Linked DNA regions of Mus musculus: all the other regions are linked to region 3. A link is a contact called in public HiChIP or PLAC-seq data. All regions are on one chromosome and are shown on one strand. Each heading gives the region's core, a stretch centred on a gene start, on an enhancer-like site or on the middle of the called end of the contact. The rest is flanking DNA. Distances are from core to core; before and after follow the strand shown. Region 1 has its middle 220 kb from the start of Gm36667. Region 2 holds the start of Rcc1l (reculator of chromosome condensation 1 like). Region 3 overlaps Auts2 (autism susceptibility candidate 2).

Region 1 (3,440 bases), core at 570-3,069, 2.3 Mb after region 3:
CCAACCCAATACTGATTATCCTTTAATGTAACTCTATTCCCAGGCAATTGTAGGTGTGTCAGTTGGCAACTAAAGCTGAGCATCACAGTTACCTAGTAATTGTGAGTCAGCACAAAGTATGAGTCTCTGACTTCATTAACTAAGTTTGCTTTAGAACAACCCTGTTTTCTTCCTGTCTCAATCACGGTGGCAAAAATACCTGATGAAAGTAACTTCAGCAAGGAAGGGTTTATTTTGGCTCTTGGTTTTAGATGGAAAAGCAAGGCAGTAGTCTATGCAGCTAGGACTCCTCACATAAACTTGAAACAGAAAGCACCTAGAGAGGGGAATTCTAATGTTTGGCTCACTTCCTCCTTTTCCCTTGTCCTCAATCAATCCTCATTAGTGTGTGTGTGTGTGTATGTGTGTGTGTGTGTGTGTGTGTGTGTGTGTGTGTGTGTTATGTGCACACATGTGCATGGGTGCATGCACACAGAGACCATAGGAAGATATCAAGTGTCTCTTCCCTTCTTTCCTCAGACAGGGTCTCTTGCTGAATCTGGAGCTGGGGCTACAGGTACATAGAGCCATTCCCAGCTGCTTACATAGGTGCTAGATACTCAAATTTAGGTCCCTATTCCTGCTATGCAAGAGCATTACCCATTGCCATGACATTGCCCCGATCCTCTTTAAACACCCTCACGGCCACTCCTGAAAGTGTGCTTCAATCTCTTGGTCACTCTAAATCTAGTTAGGTTGACAGTAAAGAATAACCATTACCAACCCTATGCACTTGGAACATTTATACCAATTGTGTCTAGTAAGATAAAATGTACTCACAGTGCTATAGTGACTTATCCAGGTTGTCACAGCTAGAAACTGGTAGCCAATGAACAGAACTCAGGTCTGCTGCATTCAGCAGTGTGTGCCCATTCATTCTACTATAGGAATATCTCTCTTTCTCCCAGTAAAAAAATGAATAGTCAAAGGGCTTGGGATGTGGTTCAGTGGTGGAGCACCTGCCTAGAATCCCCCAGTGAGGGTCTGGGGGTGTGGCTCAGTGGTAGAGCCCCTGCCTAGAATCCCCCAGTGAGGGCTGGGGGCGTGGCTCAGTGGTAGAGCCCCTGCCTAGAATCCCCCAGTGAGGGGCTGGGGGCGTGGCTCAGTGGTAGAGCCCCTGCCTAGAATCCCCCAGGGAGGGGCTGGGGGTGTGGCTCAGTGGTAGAACACCTGCATAGAATCCTCCAGTGAGATGCTGGGGGCGCAGCTCAATGGTAGAGCACCTACCTAACATGTACAAAGCCTAGTATTCAATCCTAACACTAAGAAAAAAAGCAAATAAAAAAATGGGTGACTACTCCCAAAGCATATCAGAAAAAAAATCCCAGGACAAGGTAACTGTCTCCATGAAGGGACCAAACATATTATGTAACTATCATTTCTGATCCTAGTTAAAAGTCCTGTTGGAATTCCATGGTGGTGTCTTTAGTCTCCAAGTGTAACTTCCCTTTAAGAATCCATGCCCTTTTCAGCACGTCTACAACCAATGTCTTTGACCTTCCCTTGCCGGTTAATTAGAGGCTTGGAGGGAAAGCAGAGAAACACGTGTTTCAGCAGAAGGGGAGTTTTCAAAAATAAAAGCTCCTTAGGACCACTTGACTGAAAAATTTCATTAATTCATTAATTAAGATCTACAGCGTGAGACTCCCAGGGACAGAACAAACACCATCTGTACAGCAGAGGCGCCAAATTTTTCTTTTAGCCTCTAAGACCCAGTAATGAGCACATGTTCTGAATTATCTCCCCCAAATTAACTGCTTCATGGGCAAGGAGCAGTACTGGCAATCCAGCTAGGCAGGAGCCAGCATCCGGAAAGGGGCAACTGTGATCTCTAAGGAGAGCTTCTTTGGCCTTAGGCATGGGGGAGGGGGAAGCAGATTATAGCTCAATATACAAAGCTTCTTTTCAGAAATCAGGCCATGGCTGCTCCCATAGGGTAGTGAGATCACCAAGGGTAGGCAAGCACAGGTTGAATCCAGATGAATTTGTCCTTTTATATGAAAAGCTGGTAGCTGGATCAAATGGTCTCTCAGGTTCTTTCCAAATGTAGTATCCTACTTAACACCTTCTCAAAAGTGAGCTAAAGAGATGGCTCAGTGGTCAAGTGTTCACCACTAAAACAAAAGGGTCTTTATTTAGATTCCCAAAACCCATGTGCAAAGCTAGATGCAGGGCCGCAGAGATGGCTTAATGGGTAAAAATGCTTGCTGTGTAAGTATAAGAACTTAAGTTCGGGTCCTTGAATTTTGCATCCATGGGAAAGTCCAGGCATGGCCACACACTAGTGAGTACCTATAACCCCAGCACAGAAGGCAGAGATGGGGGATCATGCGTGCACACACACACACACACACACACACACACACACACACACACACACACACAGCTGAGTGTAGCAGCAAACACTGAGGAAACAAATCAGATCAAGAGAATTCCTCAGGCCTTTTATCCAGACAGTCTGGCAGAACTGGCAAGGTCTAGGTCCAGTGAGAGACCCTATCTAAAAAATTCAAGTGCAAGAGTTTTTCGGGTTGCTTTCCCCAGGTGGTGTCTTCAGCAGGAGGGTCTTACTATCTGGATGTGATGGGTGATTACGTGCAGCGGCTGTAGTCCATATGACTTGAGGAGTCTCTGGGATTCCCCTAGCTACGTCATAGCAGCTGTGGTTGCCTACACAAGACCTAAACATGACCAAGTCAGTCAACATTCTAGTGGGAGCAGAGGAGGCACTCATGAGCTCTCACCTCTAACTAAGAAGCTTCATACAGGTAAAGGCTGAAGGGCGAGTCAGGGGTTTTATTTTTCAGCAATGTGACCCATGGTAGCTTGTTCCTGCTCCCACTAGATGGCCCTGGACCGGTGAGCACACAGAGGACACTAATTGTACACAGCGTGTTGAGGAGGAAGAGAAGGAGGAACAAGAGGAGGAGGGGGAGGAGGAAGAAGAGGCAGTGCCAGCAACAGAGAAGGAGGAGAAAGAGAAAAAGAAGAAGGAGGTGGAGGAGAAAGAGAAAAAAGAAATAAAGTTGGGAAAGAGATGTGGAAGGAGTTGGGGGGGAGGCATTGAATAGCATCTAAATATATTATATTCACACATGAAGTCACCAAAGATTATGTAATTTAAAATAAAGTAGAGAGCAGTAGAGACCAATCCTGCCTCCCCACATGCACATAGATGCACACAAAGATGTACCCATACTGAATAAATGAATGAATGAATGAATGAATGAGTGAATGAATGAATGTGACTCTTAACACCCACAAACCGTGGCTGCGATTTAGCCAGAATGAGCACATGGTCCCTGTTACCGAGTTTCTTCAGTGACCACAGCGATAAGCAGCACAGGTCGAGCATCTCCAACAGTCATAGCCATGAACTGGTATCCAATGCCAGGGATGAC
Region 2 (3,123 bases), core at 500-2,999, 2.6 Mb after region 3:
CCCCATGGGCTCCAGGCACACAAATGATACAGACATGTTGCAGGCAGGCAAAATGCCATAGGCATAAAAAATATTTTTAATGTATAGACCCACTTAACAACTGCAGCAAAGTTGCAAAGTAGAAGATACACACATCAGAAAAAATAAATTAAAAAACTGTAGGGCTTGGCAGTATAGCTCAGTGGTAGAACACTTGCCTTTAACAATGTGACACAATCCTGGGTTTGACTCCCACCATCACAAACCACACTTCTATAAAGTATAAATAAATACTTTTTATTGCTACCAAAAGAAAGGGTGAGTGGGTGCTTGTTTGTTTGTTTCCAACTAAAGATGTTAACACAACCAGGTAGCTAGAAGCAAAAAGACCTCTGTATAGAAAAGAGAACTGGGAGGGAGAAAGTAGCTCAGTGGACACAGTGCTTGTAGGGCAAAAACCCTTGGGTTCCCCGTCCCCAGCACCACTTAAACCAGAAACGGTTGCACACGGCTATAATAACAGCATTTCGAGGGTAAAGACAGGGTCTCACTGTGTAGCCCAAGCTAGAGTACAACTTGTGGCAATCCTCTTGTCTCAACCGTCCAGTCCAAGTCCTGGGACTACAGATGTGAGCCACCACGGCTGCCGGGCTGAGCCCTTTTGAAAAGTGAGCCTCTTCCCCGCCCCCCCTTTTTGACAGGGTTTCTCTGTGTACCCCTGGCTGTCCTGGAACTCTGTAGACCAGGCTGGCCTCGAACTCAGAAATTAGCCTGCCTCCGCCTCCAAGTGCTGGGATTAAAGGCGTGAGCCACCTTAGAAGCTCCATGGGCAACCTCCTATTTCCCCTCTAACCGCTCAGATGAGCATCTCCTTTTCCGGCTGCCCATCACTGACTCTAGCCGACACACCTCCGACCTGTGGAATGTCCCGTCCCTCAAGGGAGCTGTCTAGTCTAAGTTACAAATACCACCATTTACACCCAGCTGTGGGGCCCTGGACCTTACTTGACCTCTCTGCTACTCCCTTTCATCCTCTGTAACTGGGAGGTGACAGCTCCGGCCTTTTGGGGGGGGGGGGGGCCTGAGCGAATGATCTAAGGGCAGAATCCTTGGTGCGATTGTCAAGCTACGCCAATGGGCAAGAAAGTAAGGGAAGACACCAAACTCTCTCGAGCCACAAGCAAACTGCTAAAAATGCTGAACGAGACCCCAAGATCCACAGACGTGATAAACAGGCTCAGCAGTGAAGGACGGAGCACTGGGAGAAACAGACTTCTCGGCAGCCACCCCTCATGCCTCCCTCTGCAGATCCCGGGATCTCGGAGGTCATTGCTCCCGGAAATCCGGCCACGCGGGGAAGAAAGTTCCCTAAGAGATGCCAGCGAGGATGCCACTGCCCCCACCTTATGATCCAGCTCCAGGCGGTAGGGGACCGGCTGGATCCTGCGTCGGGGCCGCAGGCCGGCGCGCGGTCCAGGCCCCGAGGACGGCACCACGAAGCTGGGCACCCCGAGCGCCCCGGAGAAGCTGAAGCCCCAGACGAAGACGCGATCGGCGCGAGCCGCGCGCTCGCCCACGTACTGAAACACCGGAACGTCCGCCTCGGCCTCGGCCGCTTCTCGCCGGCTCCGCGAACGGCCGGCCGGTGTCCAGTGCTCGCGAGCCGGTGTCGGCCACCTCGGCCGCGGCCCCCGCAGAGCCCGGGCCGCCGCCAACATCCTCCGCGTCACGCCTCAACCGCTTATGGGCGCCGCCATCTTGTGTCACCCTTGACCTCTAGCCTGGCGGAAGTAGATACGGCCATGCTTACTACTGGCTGAAGGCGACGCGCTAAGGGAAAGACAACCATGTTTACTATTGGCAGATGATTACTACTCCAGGAAAGCAAAGACTTGAGAAGGCTATGGCTTCACCGTCTATCCATGAGTAGGGGACTTAAATGAGTGTCAAGCTATTATTTGAAGATGTCTGTGAAGTGTTCTATGATTCTTACTGCCCCTTTTTAAATTCTGTGTGTGTGTGTGTGTGTGTGTGTGTGTGTGTGTGTGTGTTAGTTTTGGTGTGGAGTTACTTAGGTGGAGCTGGGAATTGAACCCAGGTCCTCACACATCCTTAGGGTATAGGTTAACACAGACTACTCTCCCAATTCCAAGAAGTGTTTTGTATAAATACTGAAAGGAGACAGAGGGAACATCCTAGATGCTTATCTCATGGAAGCAAAACTGGGGAAGGTAGCTGGGCACAGTGGTTCACACCTGTAACCCCAACTTTAGGCTGAGGCAGGAATATTGCTGCAAATTGCAAACCACCCTAGAAGAAAGAAAACCTATTAATATATATGGTTTGTTTGTTTGTTTGTTTGTGACAGAATCTCATTATTTAGCCCTAACTGGCCTGGAACTTGCTTTGTTCCTGTAGACCAGGATAACTCAAACCTGCCCCTGCCTCCTGAATGGTGTGTGCCACCATACCCAGCACTGATTGGTTGATTTAGTTTATTTTAGGCGGTTTTATTTCATGCATATGGGTACTTTACCTGCATGTATATCTGTGTACCCTGCGTGTATAGTGTCTGTGGAGGCCTCAGAAGAGGGTGTTAGATTCTCTAGAACTGCAGTTACAGTTGATACCCCACTCCCACACACCCCCATGTGAATGCTAGAATTAGAACTCTGGTCCTCTGGAAGAGTAAACAGTATTTTGTTTTGTTTGTCATTGTTGTTGCACAGTGTTCTTAACTCTTGAGCCCTCTCTCCAGCCCTCTAATTGAATATTTTTCTAAGACAGGGTCTCACTCTGTAACCCAGGCTAGCCTCTACCTCACTACAGTTCTCCTACCCCAGCCTCCCAAGTGATGGGATTACAGACCCATGCCAGTGTGCCAGGTTCAACCCTGATTAAACTACACCTGGCTTCCAGGGGCCCTTCTTACTTCCTTTAGATCTCAATTCCAGCATGAAGGCTACACAGAGAAATTCAGTCCCTGAAATAAAGACTACAGTCCATGGCAGGGCTTCCTAAAAGTTATCCCCTAATACAGAGTGGATCCTTCCCCCCGAACTCCCTTTGCTCATCCTTAGTGTGTATTTCTTGATAAACAGGAACGTACTAATTAGTTTTCCTTCAGATGGGTCTCATGTAGCC
Region 3 (3,554 bases), core at 544-3,043:
CATGTGTCTCGGTGCCTTGGTTTAAAAAATAAAAATAAAAATAAAAAAGGTCCCTTGTTCTTCCATCTGGCCTCCTGGACCATCTTCGTCCAAATTCTTCAAGTAAGTCTCCCAGGCAAAGCCTTGATAGGTGCAGATTCCATGTAGCTGCTTCAACGGTCCTCAAGTAATTTTCCTTCACTCAACAAGACTGAAAAATCATCCATACAGGGTGGGCGTGATGGCTCAGCAGGTAAATAGGTTTGTTGCCAAATGCAACAACCTCAGTTGGATCCTCCATACTCACTTAAAGGTGGAGGGGATCACTGATTCCTGCAAGTTTTCCCTTCATCTCTTCATATACCCTCCACATACACACGTATTTTTAAAAAATCGTTTGTACATATCGCTGGGCGCCTTAATCGTGGGGACATTTTCATTTCGTTGCTTTTAGAAGAAAAAAGTGCATTTCTTTCTATAACTTGGTTCATTTCCCTAATTTTTTTTCTTTTTAAATTAGCAATGAGGACTGCAGGTGCGGTGGATCTAGTGGCAGACGCATGGATGCCTTCCCGCTTCTCTCCAGCAACCATTACCTTTAGCCGCACAGAATTTAATATCAGTTGCTATTTCATTTCCTCACCTCGATTGGCTTTGATGAGTTTTATATACACTTAGAAGCACAACCTAAAATTCCCAGACAAACATGCTCTTTGGGGCATTTTACGGCAGGGTGGGTACTATTTGCCTTTTATGTCAATACTTTTTATGGTCTAGAAGCTGTAGCTGGCGTAGAAGGAAAAGTTGGGTAAAGCAGTTTGGTTAAAACAAATAAAAATAAAGAAATAAAAAATTCCCGTGCGCACGGGTGGGTCCCAGATGTTTGAAGCTGTACCCGGAACCCCTTAAAACTCAATTCGCTAAGGTAGCTCTCCAAAACGGCACCCGCAGGAAGAAGGTGCAAAGACAATTCTCTTAGAAACTTAGGCGCGGGTGAGTTCCTGCACCAGCTAGCTCTCCTTTGCTTCCCCGGGCTCCGCGTGCGCACAAGCGGGAGGGCGGGGACCCGGAGCTCAGCCCAAGGACAGTGACCCGTCAGCAGGCAGCGCCGCTCCAAGGAGCCCTTCCTAGCCCGAGCCGGTGCGGGCATTCCCAGCCTAGGAGTCCAGCGGATCTCCCTTGGGAGCTATGGGTTCACTCCCGGAGGTGGGATCGCCTCTGTTGGCTAGGGCCTCCCCCGGCAGGCACTCACGGCTCACCGGCCGAGCCCAGCCAGCTCAGGGAGCTAGGAAAGTACAAAGGGGAGCGGGGGAGGGGTGGGGGAGGAAGGCCAGGCCCGCCAGACGCCAGCAGCCCGCCTCCGTTACCACCCTGGCCCGGCTGCGGCCGCAACAAAAGACCCCTCGACCCCTGCCTCCTCCCCCGAAACCGCGGACCGCAGGCGAGCCAGCCACCCCACCCCATCCCCCCAACGGTGGTGGTGGTGGGGCAACATTACCTGGTCGCCAGGGGTTCGGCGGTCTTGTCAACCCCAAGTTCATGGTTTGAGTCCTCCGTCAGGTTCTCTCCGGGTGGATCACCACACACCACCGGGAGAGAGCAACCAAAACCCAAGGCAGAGAAAACGCCCAACTCCAGCCGGCCCGGCTAGGTCCACAAGTCTGTGTGTTTTGCTAATTCCTCTCCAAAGTCTCAAAGCTGAGGCACGCGAACCAAATCCGAACCGGATCCTAAACGGCAGCAGAGCCAGCAGCAGCAGCACCCGGCTCCTCCACGGCAGCCAGGAGTCAACGCCGCGCGCGCACATCCAACGCAGCCAAGTCCCGGGCGGGTGGCGGGGAGATGGGGAGGGGGCCCGGCCCGCGCGCTCTCCTGGTTGCTCCTGCGGGGCGCGCGGGGAACCGGCTGGCTTAAACCAGAGGCTCAACTTGGTGCGCCCTGGGGACCTGGCAGGGCTGAAGAGCAGCGGCCCGGGAGCCGCTGCCGCGGCGCGCGGAGCTAAGAACGAGGCGGCTGCGGCGGCGACAGGACAAAGGAGACCATGTGCGGAGGGAGGGAGGAGGGAGAGGGAGGAGGAGGAGGAGGAGGAGGGCGTACGGCGGCAGAGGCGAAAGCAGCTCCCCGGCGGCCGCCTCGGGCTCCCCAACAGCGGGTGCCGCCGGTACGGCACCGCCGCGGGCTGATCTGATGGGTCCTGGGCCCGCTGCGGCGTGGCACCGACACGCTCCGGGAGTCGCAATCTGCCGCGGGTGTTGCCCGCCTGCGGTGTGGAAAGCTGTGGTTGAAGCTGCTACGGGGCGCGCAGGACTAGCTCCGCTCCGGCCTGCCTCTCCCGCCTGTTCCTGGCTCAAGTGAACTCCATCAGGCGGCCCGCCGCCAGCGCCACCGGCTACCCGGGGCTGGATTGAGGGAGAGAAGGGGGGTCCCTGGTAGTGACGCGAGGACACCCCTTTCTCCCACCCTTGCTCTCGCGCTCTGGACTTCGCTGCCCGGATTGTACCGAGCGCGCCTTACTCCTGGCGCTCGCGGCTCTCGGAGCGGGACTTCTCGGCGCGCCCAGCCGGAGCCGCCAGCCGGTGCCACCGCCCCTCCTCCGTCCCGCCCCACGTGCCCCGCCCCTCGCCGCCCCTCCTCTCCACCCTGGCGCCCGGTTGGCCCCGCGGGGGCGCAGTCCCTGGGTGCGACACTGACAGCTGTGGCTCCCACTACATCCCGCCTCCGGTTGCGGACCGGCCCCTGGTCCCCATGGCGCCTTTCCCTCTACGGGCAAGAACCGCGACGCTCCGGTCCTTTTTGCAGTTACAGCTTCCGAGATTTGCTCTAAACCAAGGAGAGGCTACTAGGCCCGTAGCCCGGGGTTGAATTGCCTCTAGGCCAATCTCATATGCAAAGAGTTGGTTCTGAGATGGGGGTGGAGGTCCAGATTCTGGGCACACAGTAGGTGCACAATATAACATAATCTTTGTACTGTCTGACATGGATGGGAGGTTGGGTTCCTAGTCTAGAAGAAAAAGATCTTGATCTAACCCTCATCCCACGAATCACGGTAGGTTTCATGAACTGCCTTCCCTCTGCACAGTTCCTCAAACTATCCGACTTGTGTATACATTCACACCAGCCAAGTGGTGACTGAGGCTTCCCCTTCTATGCAGCAAACATAAAGACAGGGAAAGCAAAGTCAAAGCTTCGCTCCATGGATGGTAACTTATCATCTATCACCAGGATGTCCCCTGGAGCCAGCTCAGCTAAGCTAAGCGCGTTGGGGCAGAGATGGATGGATGGATGGATGGATGGATGGATGGATGAAATCATTAATTCGGCCCTCAGTCATTTAAGTGACTGACCTTCTACCAGAACACACAGCCGCTCTTTCCTTTTTAATCAAGTGTAAGATTCTCTCTCCCTCCCTCCCCACCCCTCTGAGTGTGCTACTTGTGTTCCAGTGCTCCATAGGACAGATGCCCTGGAGCTGTGAGTGGCCTGATTTGGGTGCTAGGAACTTGACAAGAACAAGCACTCTTAACTACTGAGCCATCTCTCCACCGTCAACACTGAAATTCTATAATCCCAGTACT

What was found. HiChIP or PLAC-seq counts read pairs in DNA pulled down with a chosen protein or histone mark.
Region 1: a contact with region 3 is called in an H3K4me3 HiChIP or PLAC-seq map of embryonic limb bud, with 9 times the contacts expected there. The contact joins two enhancer-like sites. A contact is called at or near these places in 8 of 115 datasets of contacts at active chromatin or transcription factors (craniofacial prominence, embryonic forebrain, embryonic limb bud and 5 more).
Region 2: an H3K4me3 HiChIP or PLAC-seq map of embryonic forebrain shows a contact between it and region 3, with 3 times the contacts expected there. The contact joins the promoter of Rcc1l here to the enhancer-like site in region 3. A contact is called at or near these places in 5 of 39 promoter capture datasets (cranial neural crest, embryonic stem cells, hippocampal neurons and 2 more) and 3 of 115 datasets of contacts at active chromatin or transcription factors (astrocytes, embryonic forebrain and embryonic stem cells).

The regions. Positions count from the first base shown.
Region 1 is chr5:133,819,667-133,823,106 of GRCm38.p6, forward strand. No RefSeq gene overlaps it. Among named protein-coding and RNA genes, the nearest start is that of Gm36667, 220 kb to the left of the region's middle. Within about 2 kb of position 1,820, at least 18 of the 459 cell types and tissues checked have an H3K27ac peak or open chromatin away from gene starts, as enhancers often do. A contact at or near this core is called in embryonic limb bud, where this site is marked.
Region 2 is chr5:134,175,018-134,178,140 of GRCm38.p6, forward strand. Rcc1l (reculator of chromosome condensation 1 like) reads right to left here and starts at 1,750. Exons shown (of 11, transcript NM_033572.2): 1 at 1,383-1,750. The coding sequence starts at 1,697.
Region 3 is chr5:131,536,183-131,539,736 of GRCm38.p6, forward strand. All of the region lies in intron 5 of Auts2 (autism susceptibility candidate 2), which reads right to left. Among named protein-coding and RNA genes, the nearest start is that of Gm29681, 120 kb to the left of the region's middle. Within about 2 kb of position 1,794, at least 172 of the 459 cell types and tissues checked have an H3K27ac peak or open chromatin away from gene starts, as enhancers often do. A contact at or near this core is called in embryonic forebrain, embryonic limb bud, embryonic stem cells and 1 more, where this site is marked.